Regions from separate parts of the Sus scrofa genome. Here region 2 is linked to region 1. A link is a contact called in public Hi-C data. All regions are on one chromosome and are shown on one strand. Each heading gives the region's core, a stretch centred on a gene start, on an enhancer-like site or on the middle of the called end of the contact. The rest is flanking DNA. Distances are from core to core; before and after follow the strand shown. Region 1 holds the start of KRCC1 (lysine rich coiled-coil 1). Region 2 holds the start of KDM3A (lysine-specific demethylase 3A).

Region 1 (4,924 bases), core at 1,218-3,717:
AAATTCTCTCATTCCACATGCATTTATCAGCACGTGTATCAGGCACTATGCTCAGTGTCCCAATACAAAGATGATTAAAATGTTGGAGTTCCTGTTGCAGCTCAGGGGGTTAAGAACCTGACACAGTGTGCATGAGGGATGTGGGTTCGATCCCTGGCCTTGCTCAGTTGGTTAAGGATCCAGCATTGCTGCAAGCTGCAGTGTAAGTGGCAGATACAGCTCAGATCCAGTGTTGCTGTGGTTGTGGTGTAGGCTGACAGCTGCAGCTCCCATTCGACCCAGGAACCTCTATTTGTCACAGACGAGAAAGAAAGAAAGAAAGAAAGAAAGAAAGAAAGAAAGAAAGAAAGAAAGAAAGAAAGAAAGAGAGAGAAAGAAGAAAGAGAGGGAGGGAGGGAAAGAGAGGAAGGAAGAAGATTCAAGACACTGGCCATTTAGAAAGGATTATAGAAAAGCATAGAAGATGGCAAGAGAGATATGAAAGCATATTCAGGGAAACCTAAGGAGTCAGGGAAATCTTCAGAGGGTATTCTGTGAGTTACATAAGCAAACGTATTATACTTTATCATTCTGGCACCAGACTATTGCCCTTTATGTCCCAGTGCTTCATATTCATTTGAGAGATATTCCAAAAGCAAGAATAAATATCTGAATGCTTAAAATTATGCTTTATTTGCATTACTTGTGTTTTCACAACACCCTTTGAGGTGGGTATTATTGATGCATCAGCCTCCTAGTTAAAAAGCAGCAGCATCTCCTAAGTATAAACCCTGGAGAAACTCTCACATATGTGCACAAGGAAACTGCATGAGAAGGTTAAAGGTAAAAGTTACTGTCTGTAAAAGAAAAATGGGAAATAAGTTCAAAGTCTCATGAAAGGAGAACAGATAGCTCATGTGCATTCATATAACGGACATTAAGAGAGATGAGAAAGGGAATGAATCAGAACCTCACATCTCAGCAGAGGTTAAAATCAAAAACTAATGTTGAGTTGAAAAAAAACAAAGTGCAGGAGAAAAAACAGTATGCATATTAACATTTATGTAAAGTTTTATATCATGCAAAACAATACTTCATGTTACTTAGAGATACATACATATGTAGTAAAAATATAAAGAAAGACATGAAAATGAGAAATGCTGAATTCAGGATAGGATTTACTTCTGAGGGGAGGAGGAGTTCATTAGGCAGTAGGAAGAGGGTGTTTCAGGAAGAAGTAGCAGATACAATAAACTGAGTTATGTAATAGCAGGGTATTTACAAGAATCAATAAAAGTTTAATGTTGTTGAATCACAAAGTGAAAGGGTGGGGAAGTGAGAACACTAGGAAGATAATGAGATCAGGGAGGTGCACAGAAGCCCAGAAGTAGTATTCATGTGGGACTTTCTCCAACAGACAACTGGAGCCAGAAATGACTTCCACATAGAACCCTTTGGTAGACTGGAACGGTGAAATCAGGAAGAATGGTAAATTAGGTAGCTATTGCCATGGTTCTAACAAAAGATGATGGGAACCTGAAATTAGTCAGCGGTTGTATTACAGGAAAGGAGAGCTTACCCAAGAGAAACTTTTGCACAATGCACAGGGGACATGCCCATCAACAGGAAAAGGGGTGTAACACTGTATAGCAGTGAAATGAATAAATAACATTTATGTGCAACAGCTTGGATGAGTCTCAAAACATTGAGTGAAAGAAGCCCTGCTAGAGAAAGACATAAATCTTATAAAATTAAAAAACAATCTAAAAATTTTCCCCAAGCAGGAGTTCCCATCGTGGCTCAGTGGTTAATGAATCTGACTAGGAACCATGAGGTTTCAGGTTTGATCCCTGGCCCTGCTCAGTGGGTTAAGGATCTGGCATCGTTGCTGTGGCTGTAGTGTAGGCCAGCAGCTACAGCTGCTATTCGACCCCTAGCCTGGGAACCTCATATGCCGCGGGAGCGGCCCAAGAAATGGCAAAATGACCAAAAAAAGAAAAAAATTTCCCCAAGCATACATGTGATAAAGATATATACATATGTAAAGAAATGATGACTACAAACCAGGGTAGTGATTTCTTTGGGAGACAGGGAACAAGAGGATGAGATGAACGTGTGTATGTATATACACGTATACTGAGAGAGCCAAGGGAGAGAAAAAGGTCATTTATGCTGCAATGATGACAGCATATCACCACCAAAGATTTTGCTTAATCTACTGTGTATCAAAGACTCTTAACAAACTTTAAAAAGGTAAAGCAGGAAATCATGATTTTTCAGATATTCTGGAGGTAGAAACCGCAGATTTCCAAACTTTTTTCTTTGTTGGTTTTAGATTTCCCCCCGCCACCGCCCGAAGTGAGTAGCAGTGAGGAGAGCTTCGGCCAGGTTAAAACAGAGTCCCGGAAGAAGGGGACCGAGGGGGCGGAGCAAACAAGAAGGCGGGGCTAAAAAGGCTCTCTGAGAGTAGGGTGACTGCGCAAGCGCAGTGGCACGCCCCGCCGCCGCCATGGCGCGGGCGCTGTCCAGTCAGTCGCTGGTGGTGGTGGTGGCTACTTCCCTTCAGGAAGCCCGGTCTCCGCCCCCTCCTCCCACCCCGTCTGCTCCGCGGCGGAGGCGGCGGTGGCGGCAGCGGTTGTCCCTGCCTCTCCGCCACCTCCACCTCAGCCTATCCCCCGACCGGTGGCGTTGGCGGGGAGGGGGGCCGTAGTTGTAGACGGCCGCCCCTGCCTCAGAGAAGGTGAGTTCCCGCCCGGCAGCGGGAGCGGCCTCGGCCTTCAGCCGCTCGATCCCCCAGCCCGGTAGAGGCCGGGCGCGCCCAGAGAGTGCGAGATGGCCGACCCGGACAGGGCTACGCTCCCCTCCCCACTCGCAGCCCCGGGAAAGGGCCGCCGGGGCCCCAGCACGGAGCGCGGCGGGAGCGGGGACGCCTCCGCTGCCGGGAAGTTGAAGTTGGAGTGGGAGAGAGGCGGCCAGGTCGAGGCCGTGGATCTGGAGTGTCAGGGAGAGGGAAGGGGGTTGAGGAGGACACCCCGAGATCAAGGGGACAGAGACACGGAGAGAAAAGGCTCCAGACGTGGAAGGGCGTAGACCTGCGCTGGGCGAAATTCAGCATCCTACAAAGTAGAGCCCTCACGCGGAGGGAGAAGTGAAATTTGGCCACAGTAGGAAGTAAACACGGGAGCTTCAAGTTGCGGAGGCCCTGGAGGAAGGGAAGAGGGGGTGAGGTATTTGAGGGATTACTTTGCAGAGTTTTCCTTAGCTTTTGAGGATAACACCCTGTAAAACAAGCTTCTAAGATTTACGGGCCTATTGTAGTAGTCGTCTGAATTTAAATTTGTATCTACCAGAGTCAAAGATAATACAGCAGGACATCAGAGAGGCAAAAACAGCTTTTATTCAGTAACTGCAGTAGGGAAAGAGCTGAGCTCCATTCCGATTTGCGCAGAGGTGACGGGGTTTTAGAGGGAAAATGAAGGAAGGGGTTCAGTAGAGTCAGGAAAGCGCAAAATTACCTAGGTTTGGGCAGTGTCCGTGCACTTAGGCGAGCTGTGTCATCTTGTGGAAGTGAGGATTCACTTTTCCCACAGACTGGGAGACCCCAGGCCCTGCCTTTTCTGATAATTACACTTTAAAAGGATGGCTTTCAGATCTTTGAGAAAGACATTCCTGAGTTGTGGGGGGTACACATATATCTCAAAGGGACAGAGGAAGAATTAACAAACAATTGTAAACCCTTTTTAGTAACTACTCTAAAAAAGAGAGGTCAGGGCCTTATATTCAGGTGTTGGCTAGAACAAACAATAAATGCCTTTTGACAGCCCTGAGCTTTCCCAGCCTGAGCTCAAAATGGGACTGGGTCCGAATTTCCATTGTGGCTCAGCGGTAATGAACCCGACTGGGATCCATGAGGACTCAGGTTCCGTCGCTGGCCCAGCTCAGTGGGTTAAGGATGCATTTCCGGGAGCTGGGGTGTAGGTCACAGATTAACCTCAGTCCCGCATTGCTGTGGCTGTAGTGCAGCTGCAGCTCCCATTCCACCCCCAGCCTGGGAACTTCCATATGCTGTAGGTGTGACCCTAAAAGACAAAAAAAGAAAAAAAGTGGGACTGGGTCATCCAGGGATGCAGCCATAAAATGCTAGAGGTCATGTTAAAGTTTGGTCAAGTCTCTGTACAGAAGTTCGGAAGGAGTATACCTGCCTGGAGTTTTTACAGTTGTCACCAACCCATTTTCCTTAACACAAAAAGCTATTTTTTAATCATCTCAATCTGAGATGTGTTTGAGTTCTTATAAATACTGTATACCTGCAAACAAATTGCTGGTTCCAAACTGACTTTAGGCTTTAAGGCAGCTTTGGAAATGATTTTAGATGGTGGAGCTTGAGCAGAACTATTAAAGTATTCAGCCATACTCAATTTTGTAATTTTTAGTATTTGCTGTGTTGCCTTAGGTTGTTTTTTGTCTCCAGAGTGAAAAATGGTGGAAGCCAGAACATTGTTGGATAGTTTAATTTCCTTTCTCCTGAGGGACACTTCACTTCTCCTGAAGTTAAATATAATAACTTCATTGAAACAATTGTTATTTCCATCCTCTTCCACAGCATATTCTTGTTGTGTGTGCTATTCGATAATCTTTTATACCTTTCACTTGGAGAAATGGCAAAATAGTAAAGTATTATAAATTTCTTAAAACATTTTGTAAGCACTTTATGTAAATTCCATTCACTAAAAGGGAAATTAAAATTCATTGCAACCAAGTGATGTTCCCCTAAGTCCCTTAGTAAAGGCATGATCTAGTAAAGTCTTCCAAAGAAGACTAGATTTAGTATCTTGTCAACCTGGGTTAGTATCATTGTTCTGAAATAAAATAAAATCTGGAGTTCCCTTCATGGCTCAGGAGAAACGAATCTGATTAGTATCCATGAGGATGCAGATTCCATCCC
Region 2 (5,041 bases), core at 61-2,560, 430 kb after region 1:
GAACAAACAAGAAACCCAACCGAAAGCGCTTCCAAGCAGGAGCGCTCAGTCCTTAATGACTCCAAACGTCACCCACTTGCCCAACTTCATCTTTACAACACCACTCCGCCTTTGGAGAAATAATCGTACAGCCCTAATGAGGCACAGCTCGGGCAAAAACTAAGCATGTCTGAGCAACCCTAAGCCCATTATTAAACATAGGCAACTCTAGGCCAAGCACACCTCGCTCTACACACCATTTGAAAGACTTTCAAGGTCTAGTTGCCTGCACCTTCAGATCAGATGCCAACTTTCTGGTCGCCTTTTCAGAAAAGGGGGGGGGGGTGCCGGCTGTCTCGTTACCTAGGTAACTAGGAAACGGCCGCCAGCCGAGGCCCGGGAGCCGTTTTACCTTCAGATCCTTCTTGGTAACGTCGGTGTGGGAGACAGCTCGAATGGTCCCGGAGAGCCAGGGCCACTCGGCGACGCGCTCCACGTCCCAGCTGTCGTGGCCGCCTTCGCTGCCGTCGGCAGCGGACAGACTGAGGAATCGCTTCCCCACCAATACTGGCCAACTTTCTCCAAGCGTGAGCACCATGATTTCCACGCTGCAGGAAGGGCTCCTCCCTGCAAAAACACAAAAACAAAATGCAACGGGGGCGGCCGGTGGGAGGGAGGCCGGGAAGAGAGCGCGGTGGGGGGAGGCCGGAGCGGAGGGAAGGGTTCTAACCCCGCTCGGAGGACGGGACCCCAGGCAACCGCGGGTGCGACTGAGGATCCCGCAGCCGATCTCTCCACCCGCGTCCTCCCCGCCCCCGATCCCTCCCCCACCGCAAACACGGGCCCAAGCGCCGCGTGACCCTCGCTCTCCCAAGTTTCGCTTTTCCTAAACCTTAAACCTAAACGCAGACAGAGTGAAGGGAAAATCATTTGCAGCTTAAGTGAATTTGAAAGTGTTCGCCCCTCACCCCGGAAAAGAAAAGGCCCCGAAGCAGAGGGCCCGTCCCGGGCGGGCGGTCGGGTCCCCGCCCCGGGCGGCCCCGCGGGAGGGGCGAGCCCGCGGTTCCGCACTTGCCCCGCCGCCCCGCCCCGACACCCGCTTCCCAGCCCCCGACCCCCGGCCTGCGCCGAGGCGCGGGGGCGGCGGGGCCGCGGGCTTGGCGCCTTCACCTTTCTTCCTCCGCTCCCCTCAGCCGAGGCCGCGGCGCGCTTACCCCGCCTCCCGCCTCCCTGAGTCACCGGCGGCGGCCGCCGTTTCCAGCCGCCCAGCCGACTCTAGCTCTGACTTGGTTCAAGAGCTCTCACAAGACACGCACAGCCTCCCGGGCCCGCCCCCTTGGAGCCGCTTCCACCGCTCATTGGCTGGGCCCAAGGAGCTGGGCGAGACTCGTGGGGAAAGAGCCCATCGCCATTGGCCGTCCTAGGGAGGGCGGGGCGAGAGAAAAAAACAATTCCTTGGCTGCCTCCTCCCTTTCCCCTCCCCCTTCCGACTCCCGGACGACCCCCATTAGGTTAAAGTACACCAAGCGTAAGTGAGGGATCCCTCCGCCACAGCCATTCTTTCCATTTGTTGCCTCACAGGATACAAAAAAGTCCCGCGAAATCGGCTATCAACTTTAGGACCCAGAGGGAAATTACAGTGGTGCACAGATAAGACTGAATGGCGAAGCCCAGAGCTGTAAGTGCCTATTGGATTGCTTTTCAAGTGCGTAGGCTGTCGACCGAAGATAGGCATTCCACTTGGCGGAAGAATCTCACAGGAAAAGGGTGAGGGCGGTGCAGAGTCAGCGGGGGAGGGAAGGGACGGGAACGTGCGGTTTCAAGCGTACTCAGCTAGAGGGAGGAGCGACAGCGCTCTGGAGGCTGGTGCGCAGGCGCTTTGCTGAGCAGAGGCTGGAGCTTGGGCTGCTGGGTGAAATGGCCGCGGGAGGCGCAGGCGCACGTGGTGTTCATCATGGAAAGTCTAAAGTCCGCCATTTTGAAGGAAAAATGAAGAAAGGCATGGAGTCATTGGGAAATGACGTTAATTAAATCTAGAGCAAAAGAGGACATCAGTAGAATGCGAAATGGATTTTTTTTTTTAATGTAAAGGGAGGATGGGAAGATATTCTGAGACCTACAAAGAAATTGAAGGACTAGATCAAGGTCATAATGGTGTAAGAGATGTGAAGAGGAAGTGACTTTGAAGGACAAAGGAGTTGAGAGGTGATTATGTCTTTTGGACCTCAAGTTTTTTGGTTGAATAAAGAAAAAAATGGAATAAAGGAATTGAAGTTCTCTTATTTTATAAAGGCTGGTGCTTGACATGGCATCACATTTAATCATGATTAAAATTAAGTGAAGAACTCAAGCTACCAATTTTACAAGTGTGAAAACTGAGAATCAGAAAAAGTTCAGAAACCTATTTGTGAGATTATAGATGCAAGTTAACTCCGTGTTGGCTTTAAACTTCTATGTTCTGAACAGATGACATTAAATTAAAATTTTAATTAAGAATAAACACTGAAGAATTAATTTGGATTGCAATTTGCAGACCATTCAAAAGGGAGGAAATGGAACAAAGAAAACCTATTGGTCTAACATAGGTCAGAATGGGATAGAGAAAAAAACAAATAAAACTTAAGACAGAATGTGGTAAATAGAAAAAAAAAACTAGAGAAGTCTAAATATCAGTATTTACAATAAATATAAGTGGGTTAATTTTGCTCAGAACTTAAAAAGACACACTGGATTGAAAACAAAATCCTATAAATTGACCTCAAGTGAACTCCAAAAACACAGAAAACTTGAAAATACTGGGTGAAAGAGTTTCTAATCTAATGGTAATTGAAGGAAAACAAAATAGCACTGTTAATATGGCTGAAAGCAAAAGCATCAAAGAGAAAAGGATTTTATGTCAATAAAGGGTAAATCCCACAAACATAATACAGACTCTTGAATTATTATGACTCTGGGAGCATAGGAACATAGCCTAGCCTAAGCTAAGAGTAAACTTATGAAAACATCTTGACAATTTGTAATAAGAGTAGAAGATATAAATACATCTACCCTAGAAACAGGCATTTCAGATTTTTAAAATAGGTGAGGGTATGGAGGACTTAGATTACATAATTATTAATTTGAAAAATAATAGGAAAAAGTTCTATTAAACTTCAAATGACACATAATGCCTATGTTATATTCACAGTTCCAGAATTTAGGAAAGATAGATATTCTATGCATTTTATAAAACTTGCAAACCTTTTATTATCAAATCTTAACCAGGAGAGTGCAATAAAGGAAAGCTATAGCTTAATCACATTATAAATAGAGGTGAGAAATTCTTATATAAAATATGAGCAAGGGAGTTCCTATTGTGGCTCAGCAGAAACTAACCCAACTAGGATCCATGAGGATGTGGGTTCGAGCCCAGCCTCACTCAGTGGGTTAAAGATCTGGCATCGTCATGATCTGTGGTTTAGGCCACAGACTTGGCTTGGATCCATGTTGCTGTGGCTGTGGCATAGAGTGGTAGCTGTAGCTCTGATTCGACCTCTAGCTTGGGAACTTCCATATGCTGCAGGTGCAGCCCTAAAAAGCAAAACAAATAAGTAAATTTTAATTTAAAAAATAATAAAATATAAGGAAGCCAATTCCAGCAGTATATTTTTAAATAATCACCATGAATAATTATGTTTATTATATGAATATGAGGATATTTCAAGATTAGAAAATTACTACAGGTCACCATAACAGATTAAAAGAGAAAAATCATGTTCATTTTAGTAGAGGGTTAAAAGAACATGCACTCACAATGAAAGCCAAACTACCTAGAAAGCTAGGAATATTAAGAGCACACAGTATTCAATACTTATTCATGATTTTTAAAAATAATTTTAAACTTCCTACAAAATATGAGGAATATGAGACATCCACCCTAGAAAAACACCTAGAAAGATGAACTAGGAAACAGCAACAAGGTTTTTCATTTAGGCATTTTTTTTTTTTTGGCTGTGAAAAATTAGAAATAATCTAAATATGCTTCAGGTGGGGAATAAATAAATGAAATATACAATATAATGAAAAGCCATAGTGCATTTGAAAGGGAATAAAACATATTTAGATGTACCAATAAGAATAGACTAGCAAGAGTTCCTATTATGGCTCAGCAGTTAATGAACCTGACTAGCATCCATGAGGATGCGGGTTCCATCCCTGGCATCACTCAGTGGGTTAAGGATCCAGCGTTGCCATGAGCTGTGGTGTAGGTTGAAGACACGGCTCAGATCTGGCATTGCTGTGGCTGTGGTATAGGCCAGCAGCTACAGCTCTCACTGGATCCCTAGCCTGGCAACTTCCATAAGCTGCAAGTATGGCCCTAAAAGACCAAAAAAAAAAAAAAAAAAGAATAGATTAACAAAACATATTTTGAATGAAAAGGTTGCATTTGGTAATATCTGAAAATACACAAAAATTACACTATATATGTTCTATGAAATATACATATTAAAACTTATGATGACGGCTACTGGTATTGGAGGGCACACCCTAGTACTGAGGGTACTGGTCAAAGGTAATTTAGTGTTCTTAATTCTCTCATTTTTATAAGGCAAATGTATTCATCTTTTGAAATTTAAAGCTGTATTTAAAATCCTATTTAGCAGATGTAAGCTATAATACATGGAGGGGATAATCAATAAGATCCTTCTGTATAGCATAGAGACCTATATTCAATGTCTTATAATAAACCATAATGGAAAAGAATAATTTTCTCTACAGCAGAAATTAACACAACATTGTAAATCAATAATACTTCAATTTAAAAAATAAATTAATTTTAAAAATCACATTAATGGAATCTATAACATTAACACTCAATAGTATTCATAACAAATTATTAGAACTAATGCAAGAGTCAAGAAGGTGGTGCAATGAAAGATCAATAGCAAAAAAAAAATCAAAATAATTCCTATACTTCAACAAGCATAAATTAGAACGTACAACAGAAGAAAAGAAACAATTTATAACCATGAAAACTATAGAATTTCCAGGAAAGAACAATGTGAAAGAAACAAAAACTATA

The links. A called contact is a pair of places that touch in the nucleus more often than the background predicts.
Region 2: a Hi-C map of skeletal muscle shows a contact between it and region 1, with 5 times the contacts expected there. The contact joins the promoter of KDM3A here to the promoter of KRCC1 in region 1. A contact is called at or near these places in 2 of 5 promoter capture datasets (fetal liver and liver) and 2 of 47 Hi-C or Micro-C datasets (liver and skeletal muscle).

The regions. Positions count from the first base shown.
Region 1 is chr3:57,925,796-57,930,719 of Sscrofa11.1, forward strand. KRCC1 (lysine rich coiled-coil 1) reads left to right here and starts at 2,468. Exons shown (of 4, transcript NM_001243946.1): 1 at 2,468-2,719.
Region 2 is chr3:58,353,690-58,358,730 of Sscrofa11.1, forward strand. It overlaps KDM3A (lysine-specific demethylase 3A), which reads right to left and starts at 1,311. Exons shown (of 26, transcript XM_003124935.6): 1 at 1,194-1,311; 2 at 392-606. The coding sequence starts at 577.